Regions from separate parts of the Sus scrofa genome. Here all the other regions are linked to region 3. Evidence: chromatin contacts called from public Hi-C data. All regions are on one chromosome and are shown on one strand. The core of a region is the stretch at or near the end of the contact, and the rest is flanking DNA. Distances in the headings are between cores, read along the strand shown.

The links. A called contact is a pair of places that touch in the nucleus more often than the background predicts.
Region 1: a Hi-C map of skeletal muscle shows a contact between it and region 3, with 3 times the contacts expected there. The contact joins the enhancer-like site here to the promoter of FOXC2 in region 3. A contact is called at or near these places in 4 of 47 Hi-C or Micro-C datasets (alveolar macrophages, embryonic fibroblasts, mesenteric adipose tissue and 1 more).
Region 2: a contact with region 3 is called in a Hi-C map of skeletal muscle, with 3 times the contacts expected there. The contact joins the enhancer-like site here to the promoter of FOXC2 in region 3. A contact is called at or near these places in 1 of 5 promoter capture datasets (liver), 8 of 47 Hi-C or Micro-C datasets (embryonic fibroblasts, heart right ventricle, mesenchymal stem cells and 3 more) and 1 of 2 datasets of contacts at active chromatin or transcription factors (skeletal muscle).

Annotation. Positions count from the first base shown.
Region 1 is chr6:2,446,376-2,449,959 of Sscrofa11.1, forward strand. LOC106510452 (a long non-coding RNA gene) reads left to right here. Exons shown (of 7, transcript XR_002344453.1): 2 at 1-3,584. Among named protein-coding and RNA genes, the nearest start is that of FOXL1, 97 kb to the right of the region's middle. Within about 2 kb of position 1,771, at least 3 of the 83 cell types and tissues checked have an H3K27ac peak or open chromatin away from gene starts, as enhancers often do. A contact at or near this core is called in skeletal muscle, where this site is marked.
Region 2 is chr6:2,476,053-2,479,743 of Sscrofa11.1, forward strand. All of the region lies in intron 6 of LOC106510452 (a long non-coding RNA gene), which reads left to right. LOC106510447 (a long non-coding RNA gene) reads right to left here. Exons shown (of 2, transcript XR_001308949.2): 2 at 1-3,691. Among named protein-coding and RNA genes, the nearest start is that of FOXL1, 67 kb to the right of the region's middle. Within about 2 kb of position 2,014, at least 20 of the 83 cell types and tissues checked have an H3K27ac peak or open chromatin away from gene starts, as enhancers often do. A contact at or near this core is called in mesenteric adipose tissue, retroperitoneal adipose tissue and skeletal muscle, where this site is marked.
Region 3 is chr6:2,553,090-2,556,910 of Sscrofa11.1, forward strand. FOXC2 (forkhead box protein C2) reads right to left here and starts at 1,952. Exons shown (of 1, transcript XM_021093694.1): 1 at 1-1,952. The coding sequence starts at 1,278. It also overlaps a transcript of MTHFSD not described here.

The DNA.
Region 1 (3,584 bases), core at 521-3,020, 110 kb before region 3:
GTGAGCACAGGGATAAGCCCATTGTATAGGAACACATTTGACCTATTTTGGAAAAAAATAATCCTATTTTTCAAAAGAGAAAAGTAGCGTGAAGATTCACCTTGTCCATGTTTGCAAACCTGTTTAATGTCTGGCTTAACAGAAACAGCGGGGTTCTCGCATCTGCGTCTGCTTTCAATCTGGTGCCTAGGAAAAGAAGCCTGGCCACACGTGAGTATGTATTTGGAAATTAAGAGGTGGGTTATTGGTTGTGGGTGTCATTCTTTAATAGTACACCAAAACTCGCCAAGAGGTCGTTCCTTCAAGGTAAGTTGCGGTAATGAACTATCTCGTCCCTGTTCTGTTCAGTTCCATGGGTCTACCCTGAACTTTGAATGGATTTTTTGCCCACGCGTGATTTTGTAACATTCCAAAATGTCGTGAAGAGGCCCTGGAAGTAGCTCAGGGTCCAAGGAGCACAGGTTATAACTGCTGAATTGGGTGAAAAGCTGCAGAATGGGGTTTACATCTGCTTTCTTGACTCTGTGCTTCCTGAGGAAAGGGAGTGGGGGGAGAGGGAGGGAGGGGGCGGGGGGGGTCGTGACTGGACTCCAGGCGAGCTCCCAGACCAGCCTCAGGCCTCAGAGGCCCTTCCGCCTCGGTGGGAGCGGAGCCGCTGGGCCCCAGACAAGCTCCCGTGTCTGCAGACTTCCCCACCCTGCAGCAGCAGCCCAGGCCTCCGGGTCACTTTTCCGTAACATTCGTGCCTTTGAGGTGGGCTCTCGAGGGGGTCCCCAACTGTGCAGACATGTGCTATCTTTGCCTTGAGTCTAGACGTCACCGCTCCTGTGGTCTGATGATCACCCCTCTGCCCAGCATGGTCTCGACAGGAAAGCAGCCTCCCCCAGAGCTCACGGAGGAAGGTATCGGGGTGTTTCTGGAGCGAGGGCGGGGTTCCGGGCACTGACAAGGACGGGGAAGCGTCCAGGGACGGACAGGGTGGGAGCCAGTGCCCCCTGGCTGGGAGGGGCGGGGGAAAGGGCCGGGCGAGCATCAGCCAGGCAGGAGGGGCAGGACGGAAGCACCCCAGCCTCCCCCTCTCTGCTCCTGCCCTCCAGTCCGCTTCCAGCGTCTCCCACGGGCTGAGCCCAGCAGGAAGCACGGGAGCCTCGTCCCTGCAGGTGGCCTCCCGAGGCACATGGCCGGGCGGCGGGAAGGAGGGATCTGGCCGGGGAAGTGAGAGTGGCCTGCTCGGCTTCAGGCTTCTGAATACCGCTGTCAAAGCAGAGCAGGCACCCACCAGAGCCGTCGAAAGAGCTCGAGGGGGCAAGCCTCCGGTCCCAGCCCTGTCTCAGCCCCACGAGACGCCCAGCGGGCATGCGGCAGTGGGCTCCTGCAGGCCCTCTGTGGACCGCCGTCCTTCCCACCCGGCCTGTCCCGGCGCCCCCGCGGAGCCCTCACGGACACCCAGTCGTGCTCTGTTGGCCTCTCCGTGACTCACCGTGACTATGCACCAGGCGTGGTGTCAGGTAAGCTCCCATCTGAGCCCAGGCCCCAGACTGCTGCCCACAGGGGAGAGCAGCGAGGCGGTAGATGGCAGTGCCTTGAGGAGCGAAGCCGCGCTGTCAGCGGCTGCTTGCCTGGTCCAGCCTGGTGAGGCCAGAGGACACTGGGCCGAGGCCACAGAGCCCCAGGGCCAAAGTCCAGCCTTGGGCAGCCCTGGGCCACTGACCTTGCCCACCTGCCCGTGCCTCTGTCTCCTGCCTGTGAGACTGAGAGCCCTTCTGGGTGAGGCTTAGACTTCCCCCAGCTCTAACCACGCCCCAGCCCCGCAGGGGGTGTGGACACTGGGCCTTTGTCTTCTCTTGGACGAGCCACCAGAACCACATCCGTGCTCTAAGATTTTGTGGACAACCCACTCCTTCCCCTTGGCCCCGTGCACTTGTTGGGCTCAGCAGATGTACCATTCTGACGTCGCACTTAGAAGACTTCCTCCATCTGGATTTCTGCAGCCCACAGGGAATCATTTGCCAAATGCACGTTTGACAAAGCATGGGCCCGCTTCGCTGGGTCTTGTGGCGCTGATAAAACCCACCTTTCCCCTGACGACTTGCGTCCTGCCCACGCCTGCCTTCTGGTCGGGACGAGAGGCAGAACCACGCTGGGTGGAGGAGGCCCTGGGCTTCTGCGCCCACGTGGGCTGTGCTGATGCCAGGCGGGATGGCAGAGGACGCACAAGGCCAGGCTCCTCTGAAACTGTGGCCGTGAATAGTAACATGTGGTATTAATAGAACACACAACAGGGGTCAGTGGTACAACGGGAAACCATTCATTTCCAACGTCAGGCCCACGAGTGCGACGGGAGGAACGTTTGCAAGCTGCTGCTCACGCTTTGAGACCTCGCTGCTGCTCGCTCTTCAGGAGCCTCGGGACGGCTGACGGGGGCGGGAGGGGTGCGGGGGGGGCAGTGAAGTCAGGAGGGTTTAGAGGGACCAGAGGAGTGGCAGCTGTCCCTGCTTCCGCAAAACTGCTTCACGCAAGGGATTAGCATGCTGCCTTCCCCTGAATGCGGCTTTTAAAGATACCGCGTAGTTTTCTAAAATCACGGCAACATATACCTGATTTAAACCTCACTGATTTAACCGCACAGTTCTGCGGCATTAAGTCACATTGCGGTTAGACCTAGACCTTCTCTGGAACTTTTTCATCTTCCCAGGGGACCCTCTGTCCCCACTAAACACAGTCTCTTCCCCCAGTTCCTGACACCCCCACCCCCCGTTTTACTTTCTGTCTTTACAAATTTGAGTCCTCGCTCCACGTAGCTTAACGTCTTCAGAGTTTATCCAGGTTGGGCCCGTGTCGGTGCTTCATTCCTTGCGAAGCTGAGTAATACCCGCTGCGCGGATGTGTGGACGGACCATACGGTGCGTCTCCGGTCAGCCACGGACGGCACTTGACTTGCCTCCCCCTCTTGGCTGTCGTGAAGAGTGCCCCCTGGGCATCTTTGCTGTAAACACCTTGTCGTAGGTTGGATAATTGGCAGCCTGCGATGTTGTCTGGCCCAGCTGTCCTCAGTCGACAAGGAGGGATCAGAGGATATGATGGAAAACTCACGGACTTTGAAGCCAAAACAGACCTGGTTTCAAATGCTTGCCTGGCCGGCTGCAACATCAGGCAAGTGTAATCCTCCCCGGCCTCCATTTGTCCATCTGTGAAATGGGAATCGTGGTCACTGCTGATTGCTGTGCCAGCATCCGCACTAGCTTCCTGGTCCCTGCAAGAGCAGTAATTTTTTTCGACTTTCTACCCTCTCCCCAGGTGACTGGCAGGTGCTGGGGCTCTCACATCTCAGGGATGAGGCCTAATTAGGGGACCCTACCCCTGGCCCATGATTTGGGACCAAGGCTTCAGCCGGTCAGCTCTTGGCAGTTCCCTGGCAGCTGTTGCTGCGGTGGGGGTGGGCGCCTACCAGTGTGGTGTCCCATCAGATAGAGGAAGGGCTGATTGCCGTGCAAGTGGGGCTCCCTCGCCTAGGAGCCAACAGGAAAGCAGGTTTCCCAGGTGCCACCTGCAGCCATCCTGCCGCCCCCGGGAGCTGGCCTGCG
Region 2 (3,691 bases), core at 764-3,263, 77 kb before region 3:
GTACCAGAGACTGTGCTCCGTGAGTAAGACCCAGAGTCCAATGAGACAGAGTTTCTGTCCCCACCCACCCAACCCATCCGTCCATCCATCCACTCAGTGTTTCTGTTCATCTGCTGTGAGTCAGGGAGTCTCTAGATGGCACAGGAAACAAACAAGGAAGAGTCATCTTAACAGTCTGATCAGGGAAACAGATGGGTTTAAAAAAAACTCTGGAATTCCCGCTGTGGTGCAATGGGATCCGTGGTGTCTCCACAGTGGCAGGGATGCGAGTTCAATCCCCTGCCTGATGCAGTGGGTTAAGGATCTGGTGTTACCGCAGCTGTGGTGAATGTTTTCACTCTGGCTCAGATTTGATCCCTGGCCCGGGAAGTCCACATGCTACAGGGCGGCCAGAAAAAGAGGAAAAAAAGTCAAACTCTAAACAATGAATTCGCCAATAAAAGGAAGCATGAAGTGTTTTAGAAATGCATGGGGGGGGCGGTGGGAACCAAACAGCGGGAATGAAAGATTTAGAGGAAGGTCTGCAAAGGAGCTGGGTTTTGAAGGACGAATAGGAGTTCACCAGGCCGAGAAGGAGTTCACCTGTGCAGAATTACAGAGGCCTGAACAAGAGCTGTGTTTCCAGAAGAGCCAGCAGCCAATGCAAGTAGAACATGAAATGCTGAGACTCTAGAAGAGTTTGAAGAGCTGCTCGGAATCTGGCTTTAAAGACCGTAGCCTGTGTTCATTTATTCTGCAACTGTTTGTTGAGTCCCTGCTGTGTGCAGGCACTGAGGATACCTCGGGGAACAAATCAGTGAAAACCTCTGCCTTGAAGGTGCTTACTTCCAGCGGGGAGACGGAAAGCATATGCCTAAGAGGAAAATGTGGGGGTTGCGAAGGGACGGGGCTGAAGCAGGAGAGGGGAGAGGGCGCTCGAGAGGGCCTGGCTAGAAGGTGCAGAAGAGTAAAGACCCAAAGAGGGGGAGGCAGTGTCCCCCCTCCCCACCCCCGGGGGGAGACATGCACCGAGGGGCAGCAGCTGGCACGGGTGCCCTGGGCCAGGAGGCAGAGCCAGAGGGAGGGCAGAGGAAGGACCAGGACACGGGGACGGGGCCTAGGCAGAGGGGGTGTGGCCTGACCTGGTTTTGGAAGGTAACTCTGGCTCCGCCCAAGATGGGGGAGCAAGCGAGGGCAGGGGGCATCGGCCCAGCGAGTCTCGCGGACTCTGGGTGCTCAGGAAGGAATGAATGAGGGAACGAGGGCATGGAGGGACAGGCGTGCCTTCCCAGGGCATGGGAGGCCAACGTGGAGCCTGAGAGCAGCCGGGGGGCAGGCTCGCCCCCACTGCTGATGATGCGATGGCCGCTTCCGGCACTGCGCTCCCTTCCTGGCGCTGCTGGAGCGAGTGACCACAGACCTAGAGGCCTAAAGGACACAGGTGGGCTCTCACCGTCGGCAGGTCAGAAGTGGGTCTCACTGGGTCGGGTCAGGGTGTCGCAGGGCTGGTTCCCTCTGGAGGCGCCAGAGGAGAATCGTTCCTGTGCCTTTTCCAGCTTCTCGAGGCGCCCACTCCCTTGGCTGGTGGGCCCATGTCACTCTACTTCTGTCGTCACATCTCCTCCTGTGACTCTGACCTCCTGCCTCCCTCTTAGAAGGCCCTTGTCGTTGCATGGGACCCACCCGGAGAATCCAGGTCCATCTCCTGTCTCAAGATGCAGCCATTCATTACACGCCATTCATCATATCACGGGCACCTTGGCCAGGCTGGCAAGCCCATTGCCACCGTGGTCTCGGGGATGCTCACAGCCACCAAGCAGGCAGGGGTTTCCCGGGTGAAACCAGGGCTCAGAGAGGGGGCGTGCCTTTCCCGGGTCCCACAGCCAGGATCTGGAGGGACGGTGCCCACCTGGCCCTGGTGCTCCCTCTCCCTCCATGGAATGGCCCCGCCTCGCCGCATGGCACCAGCAGGGCGCTTCACCTTCCTAGCAGAGGGCCTCCCAGGAAAGACAGGGCCAGGCCAGATACCAGACACCCACGGGGCCCTTAGTCCAAACTGGCACCTTGGAAAGGCACAGCAGCACTGGGAAACTCACACTCCTCTTCCCCGTCACCCGGCGTTGAGAACAAAGTGCCTTTGAGCTCCCGGGGGTCCTCTGAGGAGCCCCCAGGGAAGACAGTGTCTCTGTGACAACCGGCCTCACAGGGGCTGCAGCGGAGTCGCGGGGTGAACCCATGTGTCGAGCAGAGAAGAGCCAGAAGCCCCTCTGGCACTGCGCACCGGGGAAGCAGCGGCCTGCTCCAGAAGAGGCGTGCAGCCTTGTTTATTTTCATTTTTGCAATTGAAAATGCTCACTTCCTAGGCCCCTCCATGCGGGGTGGCTGTTCCTTTAAAGAGAAAAGGAAGTGTGGTCCTGGCAGAGTGAACCGGAGCAATAAAAAATAAATCTCGGTAATTGTTGTGGAGACAGAAAGCAAAACAAACCGGACTTAAGTACATCATAAGAAGATGTCAGCGTCGGAGGCCCAGCCATTAGCCTGCGAAATCCCTTCTCTCCCCGGAGGACCCGCTGGATGGGGCCCAGCCCGTTGGATTTTCCGCATTCCTCCTTCAGGGGTTCCTGGAACGTCAGACCACGGCCTTGCCTTCTTCTCCTGAAAAGGACGGGCAGCTTCGAAGATGGTGAAGGAGAAACGTCAGCGTGGTGCCCGGAGGAAGGCGGCCGACGACGAGCCGCCAGCTCCAAGGGGCTTCTCAGATGCTGGGCCCTGCAGACAGGGCCTGACCGGGGCCAGGGAGGGTCTGCAAAACGCCCCCTGGACGCCTCTGGGACAGCAGCTCCACTCCGATGTCGCCGAAGGGAGTGCCCCACCTCACGTCCGCAACAGGCACATAAAACGGGGTAGCCTCTGCTCCAGGGTCAGCTCACCTGCCTCGTCAGAGTAGGAACCACCCTCCCTGTCTCCGCCACTGGCCACCAAAACAAACTTCAGAGTTGCGAGGGGGTGTCCGAGAGGACCTGGGCTTGAGAACGGGAGGCCCCAAGCCGAGGTGGCGTTCTTGGAGCGCATTCTGGGTGCTGACTCCCGAGACAGCCCTGGTTTGCTGGGGTGGGTCCCTGTTCATGTCGGAGCCTGTCACTTTCAAAAGGTTCTGTTCAGGGTGGTTGTGTGCCCATTTCCCAGAGGAGGAAGCTGAGGCTCAGAGAGTCACAGAAGTGGCCCAGATCATAAGAGGGGCCAAGCTGGGATCTAAACCCAGGCCTGATTGAGTCCCCCAAGAGAGCTTTTACTCCGAGTCACCTCCTAACACATCAGGCGATCCTGAGATCCTGTGTAGGGGCCCGCAAGGCACAGACGTGGCTGTTCGGCTTGAGTTTCCGTGTCCAGCACGGTAACGATAGATCAGACTTGCATTTGGGGGGAGACCTCATTTCTATCCTGACCTTTCTGCCGAATTTAAGACCCAAAGATAAACCCCTTGCTTAACTTTCAAAGGTCTAAATCGTTTCCCCATCAGCACCTCTGGCAGCAGAGGTTTCTCTTTCAGGCTGTGGTTTGCAGGTTGGAGCGTCCCGGAGCTGGAGGGCGAGCAGTAATCAGCTTTATCCTTGGGTCCTCCATGGAGAAATGGAAAAGAGATTTCCCTCTCCTTCCATCTGAAAACGCCTTCTGGGCCCCTTTTTGTCTCCGGCGCCTTCTGCCCGTGGCT
Region 3 (3,821 bases), core at 702-3,201:
GAGATACCAGGAGGCCGCCTGGGCCGCGGCGGCCCCGGGCTGCGGCGCCGGCTGGGGCTGGGGAGCCGGCGGGGGCGGCGGCGCCTGCGGGTGGTGGTGGCCGTGATGCTGGTGGTGGTGGCCGGCGGCGGCGAGCGCGCCCTCCTGGCCGGCGGCGAGGTTGAGGGCGCTTAGGGGCGACGTGGGGCCGCTCGTGTGGTCCGAGAGAGCCTCGTCCAGCGCTGGCGGGACGCACATGTGCGCCGGCCGCTCGGTCCCGGTGTACAGGCTCATGGCGCGCATGCTGCACTGGTAGCCTCCAGCGCCCGCGGCCTCCAGGCCCTGCGCGCAGGGCTGCCCGTAGGCGGCGGGCGGCGCGGCGGCGTAGGGCAGCGCCAGCGGCGGCACCACCAGGCCCGCGCGCCCAGCCGCGGGGCTCAGCTCGCCGCCGGGCGGCGACGTTCGCAGCGTCATGATGTTCTCCACGCTGAAGCCCGGCAGCCCGTTGGGCGCGCCTGCGTGGTGCTCCGGCAGCGAGCCGTCGGGGGAGCCGGCGGGCGTGGAGGCCGCGCTGCGCGGGCTGCCCTGCAGCGCGCTTTCGGGGCTCAGCGTCTCCACCTTGGTGATGACCGGCAGCGCCGGCGACGCCGCCTCGCTCTTGATCACCACCTTCTTCTCGACCTCCTTGGGGGCGTCCGCTAGGGGGGGCCCGGCCGGGGCTCCCTTGGACGCCGCCGGGGGCGGCTCCTTGAGGTGGGCCCGCTCCTCCTTCTCCTTGGGCACGTCCTTCTTCTTGAAGCGCCGCCGGCGCCGCAGGAAGCTGCCGTTCTCGAACATGTTGTAGGAGTCCGGGTCCAGGGTCCAGTAGCTGCCCTTGCCAGGCTTCTTGTCGTCACGGGGCACCTTGACGAAGCACTCGTTGAGCGAGAGGTTGTGGCGGATGCTGTTCTGCCAGCCCTGCTTGTTCTCCCGGTAGAAGGGGAAGCGGTCCATGATGAACTGGTAGATGCCGTTCAGGGTGATCTTCTTCTCGGGCGCGTTCTGGATCGCCATGGTGATGAGTGCGATGTAGCTGTAGGGCGGCTTCACGAGGTCCTTGGGCGCCGCGGGCTGGTGGTGGTGGTAGGGAGCGTAGGAGCGGCCCATGCCCGCGCCGTACTGCTCCGGGTGGCCCGAATAGACGCCCATGGGGCTGGCCATGCCGCCGTAGCTGCCCGCCGCGCGGTAGTAATTCTGCTCGCTCAAGTAGGGCACCACTCCCAGGGCGTTGGGGTCGGACACAGAGTAGCGCGCCTGCATGCTGCGTCCGAGACGGCTAGCCACCGCCTGCGCGCACGGACCGTGAGGAAGGCCCTGTGAGAGCGAGCGCGAGCGAGAGAGGAGAGAGGGAGGAAGGGAACCGGCGGGGGGAGCCCGGGCGCCTGGAAGCCTCAGGAGTGAGCTGGAGGAGGCGCCGGCGCTGGGCTCCCGCCTTCGGGCCGGGAAGGGGCGCTCGTTTTCAGCGGACCGGGAGAGGCAGCATCCTGGAGGGCGCGCCCGGGAGAGCGCAGCGCCGGCCCCTGTTCGCTCGCCCGCTCGCTCTCGGGACTTGGCTGGTGGCAGCCCGGGAGGGCGGCCGGGCCGGAGCAGAGTCGCCACGCACCGCGGTGGACCGAGGCTGGCCCCCTCGGTCCGCGTCGGGAAGGGGACGGCGGCTCTCCAAGCCCCCCGGCAAATCGGTAGCGCTGAGGGTCAGCGAGTCGGGGTCCAGAGTGCTGCCCTGCCGAGCCCGGAAAAAGAGGCAAAGTCCCTTTTAGGGATTGGGAAAAGTTTCAAAAGTCTTACTGAAAGCGAGTTTTTACTTTCCTGCGGCCACGCCCCCTCCGGGAACTTTGGACCAATAACCTGGCCGCTGTGGGGACTTAGCACCAATCAGGACGAGGAGCGCCGAATCCGTCGGCTCTAAGACCCAGCCACGCAGAACCAGACTTCTGCTGCTCCGTCTCAGCTGAAAAAAGATTTTTTTTAAAGTTATATCTTATTAAAATTTATTTTATTATCGCATTTTAGTTAATGGGCCCACGTGTCCAGAGCAAAAAAAAAAAAAACAAAAAAACCAAACCGACGCTCCTTTGCAGATAAAAGTCAGTTGGAGATATAAAATCGAATGGATTAATGTAGTCCAATATCTCCCCAAAGACCTCGTAAGTAGCAAAGAACCTGGGACTATTTTTCTTATTAATGAATAATGAGGCGAATAATTAGATTTCCTAATTATCGCGGCCTAGGTGTAATGGATTCCAAGAAAACGTGCTGGATTGGAATGGCGGGCCTCCGCTGGGTGTTATTATTTAAGCAAATAATTAATAATCAACGGGGAGTATCCAGGTTCGGGGCCGACAAGAATTACCTATAAAGGTTTCGGAGGCAAATATAGAATCCGAGAGCCTCTCACCCCAACCTGAGGAGGCGGGCCGAGGCGTCTATAGGGAAAGGCGAAGTGCAGAAAGTGGCGATATCTTGAGAATTTAATCCTTGGAATTCACCGTGGGTTCGGCAAATAATCCACGACATGGGGAACAGTTTTGTGGGGTTTGGGGAAGAGGGTGAAAAAATTCTGCTCATTTCCCACTTTCCCCTCCCGGGTAGACGCCTGCAGCCCCCCCTCCCGACCCCAGCTTCGCAGCTTCTCTCCCCTTTCCCAGAGATAAATTCCCTTTGACAGGCCGACTCCCGCGCTCCCCGAAGACGGGAACAATGCACCAGCCACCCGGCCGCCGGCGCAGTGCTGGGTTCCTCTGCCCGCGAGCAGAAACCCGAGCCGCTCTCCGCGGGGGCTTCGCCCGAGACGCGCGTCCGGAGCGCGGGCTCCTGGCCGCGGCCCCGCCGGCGGCACCCCGCTACCCCAGGCGCGGCCCCCACCTCCCGCTCCTGGCCGAGCCCCTTGGGATTACCCCGGTTGGATACGGTGATTTGGGCCCCGGGGCCCCGTGGGAGGGTGCGGGGAGCGATCCAGAAGGTCCAAGGCACCCCGGAGACCGAAGACTTCGAGATCCGGACCTCGAGCAACTCGGAGGTCCTCGCCCTTCCAAGCTGTCTGCTTCCCTCTAGGAATCCCGGAAAGTTTGTTTATTTGTGGACTGAGTATTTATTTCTTCAACACCTCGAATAATCGGGTCCCCCTCCGCTCGCTTCCCTGACGGGGCAGGACGCCTCTAAGAAGGTCTAAATGCCAGTGAGAGTTCTTCTGGAAGTTGTCTGTCCGGTAGAGTAGGGAAGACGAGTTCGGATAAAACTTTCTGGTGCTAGGATTCTTTTTCCCTCCTCACTCTCGCATCCCCTGTTTATGAGATCCCCAGGAAAAGGGTTTGGGAGAGTATGCCGTCACTATTAGCTGTGCGGGAGGCACGGGGAACACCTCACTCATTTTCAGTGGAAGAACAAAAGACAAAATATTTATTGCATTATCTGTGAATGGTATTATCTCCTGATAAATTCAAAATCGAAGAGTAAGTACGAAATAAATTTCTGTAACATTCGACTTCGGAAACACTCGCTGTATTTTAAAAGGGTGCTCTGGGGTCTTCCCCTAACTCTGTCGGTATGGCAGCTCCCCTTCCCCACCTCTCATATACATACACGAAGTCAAATAAACCTCCATCCTCAGCTCGCAGGTGAACGGTGTGAGCGTTCCCCCCACCCCTCCATCTCCCACCACAGCTTTATTTTTTCATCCATTTTATTTTAACATCCATTTTTTTTTTAAAGGAAAGAAACTCTAGCAAAAAAAAAAAAAATGTCTTTTTCCTGGAGTATGTGAGGGCAGCCGAGTTCTCACAATTTTACTGGAAATGCAAACTATT